2 separate regions of the Macaca mulatta genome follow, and region 1 is linked to region 2. A link is a contact called in public Hi-C data. All regions are on one chromosome and are shown on one strand. Each heading gives the region's core, a stretch centred on a gene start, on an enhancer-like site or on the middle of the called end of the contact. The rest is flanking DNA. Distances are from core to core; before and after follow the strand shown.

Region 1 (5,866 bases), core at 538-3,037, 290 kb after region 2:
CTGCATTTAATCTGATGCAATATGTTGGGGTTGTTTTTGTTTTTTTTTTGAGATGGAGTCTCGCTCAATCACCAAGGCTGGAGTGCAGTGGTGCGATCTGGGCTCACTGCAAGCTCCACCTCCCGGGTTCACACCATTCTCCTGCCTCAGCCTCCCAAGTAGCTGGGACTACAGGCGCCCACCGCCACGCCCAGCTAATTTTTGGCATTTTTAGTAGAGACGGGGTTTCACCGTGTTAGCCAGGATGGTCTCGATCTCCTGACCTTGTGATCCGCCCGCCTCGGCCTCCCAAAGTGCTGGGATTACAGGCGTGAGCCACCGCGCCCAGCCAATATGTTGTTTTAAGTGAAGTTTATGAAGAAAATACAGGCTTATGCAAATACATAGTTGGAAAAGGGGTATGTTAACAACCCTTTCAAATAATTGTGGCTATTCTTTTTTTTTATTTTGTAGAGGCAGGATCTTGCTCCGTCGCCCAGGCTGGAGTGCAGTAGCATGATCATAGCTCACTGTAACCTCAAACTCTTGGGCTCAAGTGATCCTTTCACCTCAGCCTCCCAAGTAGCTGGTACTAGAGGTACTTACCACCACACTCAGCTAATTTTTCTTTTTTTTTTTCTTTTTTTGGTACAGATGGGCTCTCACTATGTTGCCCAGGTTGGTGTTTTCCTGGCCTCAAGCAATCTTCCTGCCTCAGCTTCCCTAAGTGTTGGGATTACAGGTGTGAACTACTGAGCCTGGCTATTCTTTTTTGATAATAGCCAAAACTTGACAAGTGCTGTTTTTTTTTTGAAGGTTAGTTGTGATTAGAATCTGAAATCCTGCCGGGCGCAGTGTCTCATGCCTGTAATCCCAGCACTTTGGGAGGCCGGGGTGGGTAGATCACGAGGTCAGCAGTTCGAGACCAGCCTGGTCAATACGGTGAAACCCCATCTCTACTAAAAATGCAAAAATTAGCTGGGCATGGTGGTGCCTGCCTGTAGTCCCAGCTGTTCAGGCGGTTGAGGCAGGAGAATCACTTGAACCCGGGAGGCAGAGGTTGCAGTAAGCCAAGATTCCACCACGGCACTCCATCTCAAAAAAAAAAAATAATCTGAAATCCTATCAAAGAAATTTTTATGTTCAGTTACATTAAAATACATTAGACTCTTTTGCATTTTGGATGTATCTTTTGTCCAAGCATGCTGTTATAATTTAGTGCACTGGCTGTTTGGAAAAAAATGGTTCACCAAGTTATGCAGGTCTTCCAAATATTGACAGATATTAGTATACTATGTTTTAAAAATCACATTAGTTAATATCAGTACCGATCTCATCAGAGAAGTCTTTGAGTATTGGGAAGCTGCCAAGGTCACAGTGGTGAACACAAGGTTTCTAAAATTCTAATTTTCACTAGAGCTTGGATTTCATCATTAGCAGTAAATACTGTCAGTTTGCCATGAAATGACAGATTCATTTTATTCATTCTTGAGAAAATGTCTGCCAGAGACCCAAGTCTGCATAAGCATAATTTATCTGTCAGTATGTCTTTCAAGTCAAAATGGTGTTCCATAAAAAAAAGTGGCTAGTTAAGCTCACAGTTCAAACAAGTGCAAATGCTTTTCCTGGAGACAACCATTGTGCTGCATCGGATATGGCAGAAGTGCTCTATGTTGCTTCCCAGAATATTAAAAAGATGTATATTCAAGGACCAATATATTGTGAATGGGATCATTTTTATTGCTGCGTCAAAGACTTTCCTGGTCGATGTTGGCAGTGTTTCCCTGCGAGGGCGTGGCAGTGAAAAACGCGATGACTTCCTGTACATCGCACTGGAGGCCGCCGCCGAGGCTTTTGCACAATCAGGGAAATGTCAACCCAGCAAAAAAGGCAAATGATGCCTTAGTCTCATTACGAAAAGAGTTTTGACCTTGCAGACTTCCCTAGCAGGGTCTGTACTCGGCATTCATTTTTAAATTTAACGTTCTCATACCAGAAGCAGGGCTCAGTCACCCTTGACACAGTTTCCAATCAATACTATGCCCCACCCGAATAGCTCCAGCTGGTGGCTGGTGATAAAACTTAGAGGCTTCTCTCCCACCTAGCAGGCTGGTTCCTGGCTTTCCTGCTGCCTCCTTTAAATGGACCATTCGGACATGGTCTTGTAAACTGGAAGTGACCACCTCTCAGTCACAGTGTGACCAACTGGAACTAGTGCCTGCTTGCTTTAAACCTAACAGTTAAAGCTCCCTGAGGGAAAACTGGACACTCTCGACCCAATATAGGCGGTGGCCCATGAGTCTCATCTCTTTCTGGCTGTACTCCCTGACCTGTGTGTGCGTGTGTATGTGTGTGTGTGTTCCTGTGTGTGTGACAGAGACAGAGAGACCTCTGGTGTGCCCTCCAGGGTCTGTAAGTACTAGACGCTCTTACACTTTCACACGGTGGTTTTGTCCCCTGAAAGTGAGGCCACTGAAGGACCCATGCAGGTGGGTCCCCTCCCTGCTGGTGCTCTTTTTTTCTGGGCCCCTCCGCTGCTGGGAAGAGTAGCTACCAGTTAAGTTGATAGAGTTTCCTTCAAAACATAGCCCTATGACACCCTCTCAGAACAGAGGGGCCTCCTTATCTCCAGGAGCAGCAGGGGAGGGGGAAGGAAGAGGAGAGTTGAGAGAAGACACCTGTCTCATCACGTGCTTAAGAGGCACCCATGGGCACTGTTCAGGGCCAAAACTTAGCAATACCCCAACCAGCCAGTACCATGGGGTGGTGATAGGAACCCTGGCTTCCTAGAATAACTCAGTTCCAGGAAAGTGTGCTGAGGGCCAAGTCCATGCCAGACCTGAAGCTGGCACTAGAGATGCAAAATGCAATCAGACCCTGCCCTCTGCCCTTGAGGAGGGTTCAGTTTAGTGGGGGAGAGAGGGGTGCCACATTAGTAACAAAAACAGACCCCTTTATTTGTGTTAACTTTACCAAAGGAAATTTCATAAATTCAGAATGCCATCTACTGCTTCCTCCCAGGTTCTCTTCTTTCCCCCAGCACCTCTGCCCCCCAACACCAGGTTCTCTTCTGATTCTGTTTAGTCAGTTCTCTTTGGTTGGTGGTAGAAACCTGAGTTGAATGAGTTTCAGCATAAAGCGGAAGTGACTGCAAGGATATGAGGGAGTCTCCCAAGTTCCAAGGACAGGGATGAACAACCTTGAGATGAGAACAAAACAGTGTCATCAAACAGGACCAAGATGAATATTATTTATTTATTTATTTATTTAAGATGGAGTCTTGCTGTCTCCCATGCTGGAGTGCAGTGGCATGATCTCGATTCACTGAAACCTTCACGTCCTGGGTTCAAGCAGTTCTCCCTGCCTCAGCCTCCTGAGTAGCTGGGATTATAGGCACCCGCCACCACACCTGGCTAATTTTTGTATTTTTAGTAGAGATGGGGTTTCGTCATGTTGGCCAGGCCGGTCTTGAACTCCTGACCTCAGGTGATCCACCCACCCCGGCCTCCCAAAGTGCCGGGATTACAGATGTGAGCCACTGCGTCTGGCCAAGATGAATATTATTATGGCTCACCTACCCCAAGAGAAACAGCTTCCCATCTCTGTCCTGCTTCCCAATTCCTAGGAAGAAGGTGGTTGGCCCAGGTTGGCTATGGTCCTCATCCACCCTCACAGGGGCCAAGAAGGAAGTCCGTGCTACCTGTATCTGCAGACATAGGGAGGGAGGGGCAGAGGCGATCCCTCGGAGAGCTGCTTGCAGACAGTCTACCCAGTGTCCTCCCCTCTGATCAGTGCACACACATGCCTTCTGTATAGTCGTAACGAGGTTTGTTTGTAATATTGTAGACTTTCCTTATTTTACTCAACATTATTTCATACGTATTTCCAAGCAATACACGTTCACTTACTTATGACTTAACGTGACCTTCTGTGATTACATCCCCTACCTTGGTGTATTGGTTAGCTGCAATGATAATGCTGTCTAACAACTCAAAAATCTAGGTGGCTAATAAATAATATATACATTTTTTCTTGTCACATGCTTGCAGGCAGGCTGGAGTGGCAGGGGAAGCTCTGCTTCCGGCTGCTTCTTGGGTTCAGGGCTGCCCCACGTGTGTCTCATTCTGGGATCAGTGGCTCCCCAGAGCATGCTTTTCTCCTGGTGACAGCAGAAACTCAGGAACTGCAAGCAGAAACTCATGACACCTCTTAAGGCCTGGGCTCAGCACAGTTATACTATCTCTTTTTGCCCATGTTCCATTGGCCAAAGCAAGCCACAAACCCATTTCCAATCTCAGTAGGGCAAGGAAATACACTGCACCCTCCCACTATGGACCGTGGCAGTGGTGGAAGGAAGAGCTGAGGAATAATACAGCCCACCACACTTGGTCATAGTTTCCTCAACTACAAACATCAAAAATTGTGAATAGTCATTAGGTCTCATGGGTGCCACCCTCTACTGCCATAACTTTAATTTCTCTCTTTCTCCAGCCCAGACCTCCCCGCTAAGGCCCAGACCCACATTTCCTGCTTCCTTCTGATGATCCACAGGCCTCTCAAACTTACTGTGTCTGTTCTGCAGTGAGCAGCCCTGTGCAAACCTACCTCCAGAGGCCGGGACACTGAGAGGCCGAAGAAAGAGGGGGGCAAATCCAGTTTCTCAGAAAGCAACATTTAGTAGGGACGCACAAACAGAGTGATGTCTCTGGCAGCTGTGAGATGCTGGATCCCTGCACTGGCCCTACCACAAGCTATTCTTTTTGTTGTTGTTGTTGTTGTTGTTGAGACGGAGTCTCGCTCTGTCACCCAGGCTGAAGTGCAGTGGTGCAATCTCAGCTCACTGCAAGCTCCGCCTCCCGGGTTCACGCAATTCTCCTGCTTCAGCCTCCTGAGTAGCTGGGACTACAGGTGCCCGCCACCACGCCCAGCTAATTTTTTGTATTTTTTGTAGAGATGGGGTTTCACCTTGTTAGCCAGGATGGTCTCAAACTCCTGACCTCATGATCCACCCACCTCGGCCTCCCAAAGTGCTGGGATTACAGGCGTGAGCCACCGCGCCTAGCCAAACTATTCTTTATATAGCAAGCTTTTGGGGTAAAATGTGCAGCTGGTCCTGTCTCAGACCCTGCAGAACCTGAGGCCACGTGGCCACTGGGGAAGTTAGATAAGCATTTTTGTAAGGGGTTGTCTATGCTGCCGGCATTGTTTCTTCACCTTGGTGCTGAATGCCTTGGTATAGGAATGCCTTGGCCTAGAGCATCTCTTAAAGCAAAACATTGGTCATTATGGTAGTTTAACTTCAAGATGGTGTCACTCTTACACAACACGTTGTTTTTCTACGCTGTCCAAAACTGCATCATTGATTCCCCCTAAAGCCGCTCCTGTATTCTCCATCTCTGTGACAGATCCCAACATCCTAGACATCATCCCTTATAGCCAGTCAGTCACAGAGATGCAGGGAAGGGAATTCTTTTTTTATTTTTTATTTTATATATATATATATATATATATATATATATATATATTTTTTTTAGACGGAGTCTCGCTCTGTTGCCCAGGCTGGAGTGCAGTGGTGCAATCTTGGCTCACTGCAAGCCCCACCTCCCGGTTCACGCCATTCTCCTGCCTCAGCCTCCTGAGTAGCTGGGACTATAGGCGCCCACCACCACGCCCAGCTAATTTTTTTTGTATTTTTTAGTAGAGACGGGGTTTCACCGTGTTAGCCAGGACGGTCTTGATCTCCTGGCCTTGTGATCCACCCGCCTCGGCCTGCCAAAGTGCTGGGATTACAGGCGTGAGCCACCGCACCTGGCCAAGGAAGGGAATTGTAAAGCTATTGGAGTCCGGGCATGGTGGCTCACGCCTATAATCCCAGCACTTTGGGAGG
Region 2 (5,667 bases), core at 440-2,939:
GAACTGGGGGGACCAAGGAGGGTGTGGCCCCATCAGGCAAGGTGCACTAGGAGCCCAGGACTAGGAGGGCAGGTCCTCACAGGGTGCTAGAGGCCAAGTTCGTGTCTTCATGCTTGAGCTTCCCGTCCAAGGCGAGGCCTCGCTTCTCTCGGTTATTGGCTAGGAAGGGGGTCAGTGTGTAGACCTTGCAGAACGTCGAGCTGGGTGCCACAGTGTCACTGGGAAGAAGGGAAGCAGCTGTGGAGATGGCCCTCCCCAGAGCCAACCCCACCCCTGATCTCCAGCCCAGCAGAATATCTAGTCTGGGCCTGCTCCAAGTCTCCCTCTCCCAACCTCTGTTCCCCAGATGCACGGACCACTTGGGCCAGCCCAGCTCAGGCAAGGAGAACCACTGCCACTCAAAAGAGGCACATCTATCTACATTCTATGCACAAACAGCACTGAATCTGGGATATTCTAAAAGATTGTCCAAGTCAAGCAGCACAGTGCTGAAAAGCGTATTCATTTAAAAAATTACAGCTGGCCGGGGACGGTGGCTCACGCCTGTAATCCCAGGACTTTGGGAGGCTGAGGTGGGTGGATCACCTGAGGTCAGGAGTTTGAGACCAGCATGGCCAACATGATGAAATCCCATCTCTACTAAAAATACAAAAAATTAGCCGGGTGTGGTGGCGGGCATCTGTAGTCCCAGCTACTTGGAAGACTGAGGCAGGAGAATGGCATGAACCCGGGAGGCGAAGCTTGCAGTGAGCCAAGACTCCATATCAAAAATAATAATAATAATAAATTACAGCCACAGCCGGCACAGTTGCTTATGCCTGTAATCCCAGCAACTTGAGAGGCTGACAGGAGGATTGCTTGAGGCCAGGAGTTTGAGACCAGCCTGGACAACATAGCAAGACCCCATCTCTACAAAAAATTTTAAATATTAGCCCGATATGGTGGCAGACACCTATAGTCCTAGCTACTTGGGAGGCTGAGGCAGGACGATCACTTGAGCCCAGGAGTTCGAGGCTAGCTGTAGTGAGCCATGATCATACCACTGCACTCCAGCCTGAGCAACAGAGTGAAACTCTGTCTCTAAACATTTAATTTAATTTAATTTTTTTATTTTATTTAATTTTTATTTTATTTTTTGAGACAGAGTCTCGCTCTGTCGCCCACGCTACAGTACAGTGGTGTGATCCTGGCTCACTGGAACCTCCACCTCCCAGGTTCAAGCAATTCTCCTACTTCAGCCTCTCAAGTAGTTGGCATTACGGGCGCACACCACCATGCCCAACTAATTTTTGTATTTTTAGTAGAGATGGGGTTTCGCCATGTTGGCCAGGATGGTCTCAAACTCCTGACCTCAAGTGATCCGCCTTCTTCAGCCTCCCAAAGCGCTGGGATTATAGGCATAAGCACCAGCCCTGTCTCTAAACAAATTTTAAAAAGAAAAAATTATAGCTACACACAAACCATAAATGAAGCTATTTGGGCAGCCATATACCCATCATATAGGCTCAACAATTAAAACGTTACTTGCTTGATCACATCCATCATACATAGGGCGTTTTGACTGTCCAATTTTTACTTGCTTTTGTTCTATCCTCCACCCTTTCCAATGAGAGAGCTGTCATGCAGCAGATAGTGAACAAGCCTTGGAGTCGGACGAGCTGTGTTCCAACCCCAGCTTTGCTGCTTGCTAGCTTGCAAGTCACATCTCTGAGCCACTTCCTCCTCTACACACTGGGGCAGCAGCAACCCCAGCCCCACAGTGCTTCCTGAGAAGTAAACAAGTCTGTGAATGCAAATGCCTCCCCAGCCATCCCTGCTGGTATTCGTTATGCAGACGCTGGCACCATCTGCAGTGGTTGCGATTTTCTACTCTTTAGGGATTATACGTTACTCTGGTCCTAGATCATTTCACTTTACCATCAGGAATCTATGCCTCATAGCTCTGATTTTTTTGAAAAAATCAACAGTGGATATGAAAAATATCCAATAACCAGAGAATGCTTGATCTAATCATAGCATGTTCACCTATAGGACATTAAAAACTATTTCAAAGGCCATGTAGTAACATTTAAAAAATGTTTTAAGTTGGCCGGGCGCGGTGGCTCAAGCCTGTAATCCCAGCACTTTGGGAGGCCGAGACGGGCGGATCACGAGATCAGGAGATCGAGACCATCCTGGCTAACACGGTGAAACCCCGTCTCTACTAAAAATACGAAAAAAAAACTAGCCGGGCGAGGTGGCGGGCGCCTGTAGTCCCAGCTACTCGGGAGGCTGAGGCAGGAGAATGGCGGGAACCCGGGAGGCGGAGCTTGCAGTGAGCTGAAATCCGGCCACTGCACTCCAGCCTGGGTGACAGAGTGAGACTCCGTCTCAAAAAAAAAAAAAAAAAAAGTTTTAAGTTGCAAGAAATACTGATTGGAATTATATATAAACAAATACACATATACATGTAAAATTATATCGGGTGTAATTGCTCCAAGAAATTACTTGCAGGGCCAGGGGGGGACAAAAAATGTGTGTGTCTTTGAATGGGAGCATTTACTTCCTTTAGGCAAGTAAAGATGTTTCACTTGAGATCTCTCCTCTTGCCTCAGCTGCCAACAAGCTTGGGACAAAGTTCAGTCCATGCTCAACCATAGTAGTTCTCCTCAAACCTGGATTGTGTGTGTGTAATTATGCTCTACACTCCCCCACACAACCTCTTTCACCCAATGAGCTGGATTACCCCTTTATCAAACAAGAGCTGTGTACCTAGTGCCTTACCCACTTTGCCCTGGCTACCAGAAAGTTCAAGAACAAAGTATTTCCCTTCAACCTAGGTTTCTTGTACAACGTAATTATCTTCTCTCCACAACCCCAATCCCCTTACATTCATTAGCTCTTGTTTTGTCGTTCTAGTTTTAGTGGGTCTCTTCCTTGACTGTAGCATGCATTTTCTTGTAGATAAATCAGGTGGATGGTTTCTAAAAGGCTCTTCGGGATCATCTACTCTGAATGGCAAGGAAGTCTGAGGCCCAGCCCTCTGCCAGGTGGAGAAGAGCCACCTGGACCTGTAACGGGACACCTAGAGCTTCTCTTTTTCCCACCGAATCCCACACGCCCAAGGCCAGACTTGTGCCCACTTACTCAGCCTCTTCCATGGCAACAGGGCACTTGTACTGAGCTGTGTTGAAAAGGCAGATGTCTGCATACTGGCGCACTAAGGAGGGAGAGGAATCGAGGTGGAGTGAGTCAGGAATGCAGCTCCCATGGAGTCTCACAGGCGTCCCGGGTTGGGGATATTCAGCCCCAGGCAATGGCCAGAGGCCACCAGTGGGGACTTCTGCATGAGACCACCCCTGTCTTCCATCCAAAGGGTAGCCCCAAACACATCCCTTTCCTTCCATAACCAAAGCCTTCCCCTCAAGGACAGCTTTGCCCAGAACCCAAGAAACTGAAGAGGTGGCTTAAAGAGCAAGCTCATTACCTGGCCAATAAGCAGCCTGCCTTACCCGACTCAAAAGCTTTGCCCTGTGGCTCAGAGCAGGCCCCAGGCTTCAGTGGCTATTTTTTATACAAGGCTGTTAACAAGGGGAGATCCTTCGGCCACTCCCAGCCCTTGGGAAGACTGCCTCTTGCTGTCCCCTAAGCTGACCCTCTGCCTGGGGTACCTGAGATCTTGATCTTCTTCACCGTCTTGTTGGTGTTGTTGGTGACGTGGACGTTGACACTGATGGGTTCTCCATGGTAATAGATCTGGGGGGCATAAGAAGGGATGGGGTTGGCTGGGAGGACAGCAAGGTCCTAGGGAAAGGGGAGGGAGAAAAGCCCCCACGCGATCTTCTGGGGTTCCCCAGACCTTGGGCAGACCTTCAGAAGGGTCTGCTGCTCCCTTCTGAAGTCCATCACATCCCTCAGGTTCATGCCCCCTCTGCCACTCCTTTAGGCCCAAGAGATTTCTCTGAATCCCCCAAGGCATTGTGACATTTGCCCCAAGTTCATCAGCCACTTCCCACTGCTGCTAAGGTGGCATGAAAGCCACCAAGCACATTAGCCTTCAGTTCCCTGGTGGGACCCTTGAAAGATAATGGAATTGGAAGGTGATAGTCCTGGGCTCCAGCCCTGGCTTGGCCACCAGTAATCGTGACAACAATAACAACAATAACACTGACGATGATGAAAGCAGTGTGACCGTGGGTAGGTTAAGCCTCAGAGTCTCCCTCTGTGCAATGAAGGGGTTGGACTAGGTGATATCTGAAGTCCCTGCCAGCTCTAAATTCTGTCCATGGAAGGATCTGGAAGAAGCAGGGAAAGGTGAGGAGGGGCTGACCAGCTCACTGAGGGAGCCAGCTCTGAATCCCCACAAAAAGGCCTCAACCTGCATCTTGCCCCAAGGCACTTCCCTTCAGCCATGCCCCAAGAGAGGGGGGGTGCCCACACGTTGAGGAGGGGCTAGCTCGAGCTCACAGCAGGCATCAGTCATCTGGGTTTGATTCAGAGCTTGAGGGGAGGCCCTTCCTTCAGCAGGGCTTGTCGCCCCGATGCTCAGGGTTTGGCAGGGAGGTCACAGCCCCCCACCGTACCCCCTCTGCAATGCTGGTTGACCTTCAGCACTCGGCCTGAAGCAGGCAGCTGGTGGAGGTGTGGGGGAGATGTCCAGGACCTTCGGGAGGGTCTGCTCCTCCCTTCTGAAGTCCATCACATCCCTCAAGTTCACGCCCCCTCTGCCATTCCTTTAGGCCCAAGAGACTTCTCCAAATCCCCCAGGAGAGGTCTCAGATTCCCTGAGCCCTGTGGTCCTTGGGCTGGGGGTAGAAGCTCCTACCTGAGGCATCCCTGCAGGCCAGGAGAGAGCTGGGATCTGAGGCCCAGGTCCTAGTGGAGCAGCCCCCACCCCCTGCCCAGTTCAAGCCTCCTACCTCCTTATCCAGGGAGGCCTCTAGGTGCAAGGGCTTGTCCGACATGAGGAACTGCCTGGTGGTCTCGGCTGTGGGCTGGGGGCCAGGCCTCTCTGGGGCATATTGAACCTTCCGGATGACCAGACGCACAGAATTCCTAATGGGGATGGATGGAGTGAAAGAGGACCAGGGTCACCTGCCTTCATCCCCTCTCCTTGCAAGCCTCACATCATTCTCCTGCTCAAGAGACTGGCATGGCTCTTCAACGCCTTAGAATCCAGCCAAACTGCAGAGATCAGCATAGGGGTCTGTCACTATCTGGCTCCATTCCATCCTCCCCTGTTCTATCCCAGAAGTGCCCCGTGGCCGCACTTCATTTGGGTCCTGGTACCCAGCAGGAGGCTGAAACAGGGACTACATTTTCACCTCCTGCTTCCCTATGTCACCAAATAGGTAACAATGTCACTTCCCGCCTCCCTATGTCACCTTACACAAATAGTGTCCCTCTGTCATCTCTTTTGGTGACACAGGACACTGTGTAAGCTCTTTAAGGACAGAAATTTGTGTCTAAGGTGTTCACAACTGTACTCTCAGCACCTATAACTGTGCGTGCCATATAATAAACACATGCCAGATATCTATTATGTAAAACTACGCAGAGGGGACAGGGGTCCCAAGAAGAAATGGGGTTTGGGGAGGCGTCGGGGTTCAGGGAGGAGGTGTGGATTCAGTCAGGGGGATGCAAGCCAGTGAAGGGGACAAGCCCAGGGAGGGGAGAAGGGCCATGGAT

The links. Hi-C and Micro-C count contacts between places; a contact is called where the count stands out from the background.
Region 1: a Hi-C map of blood shows a contact between it and region 2, with 3 times the contacts expected there. The contact joins two enhancer-like sites. A contact is called at or near these places in 4 of 14 Hi-C or Micro-C datasets (blood, fetal cortex germinal zone, fetal cortical plate and 1 more).

What each region holds. Positions count from the first base shown.
Region 1 is chr14:75,951,849-75,957,714 of T2T-MMU8v2.0, forward strand. No RefSeq gene overlaps it. Among named protein-coding and RNA genes, the nearest start is that of GDPD5, 10 kb to the left of the region's middle. Within about 2 kb of position 1,788, at least 6 of the 40 cell types and tissues checked have an H3K27ac peak or open chromatin away from gene starts, as enhancers often do. A contact at or near this core is called in blood, where this site is marked.
Region 2 is chr14:75,664,657-75,670,323 of T2T-MMU8v2.0, forward strand. ARRB1 (arrestin beta 1) reads right to left here. Exons shown (of 15, transcript XR_013404161.1): 8 at 4,899-5,034; 9 at 3,651-3,735; 10 at 3,127-3,199; 11 at 81-218. Among named protein-coding and RNA genes, the nearest start is that of TPBGL, 40 kb to the left of the region's middle. Within about 2 kb of position 1,690, at least 6 of the 40 cell types and tissues checked have an H3K27ac peak or open chromatin away from gene starts, as enhancers often do. A contact at or near this core is called in blood, where this site is marked.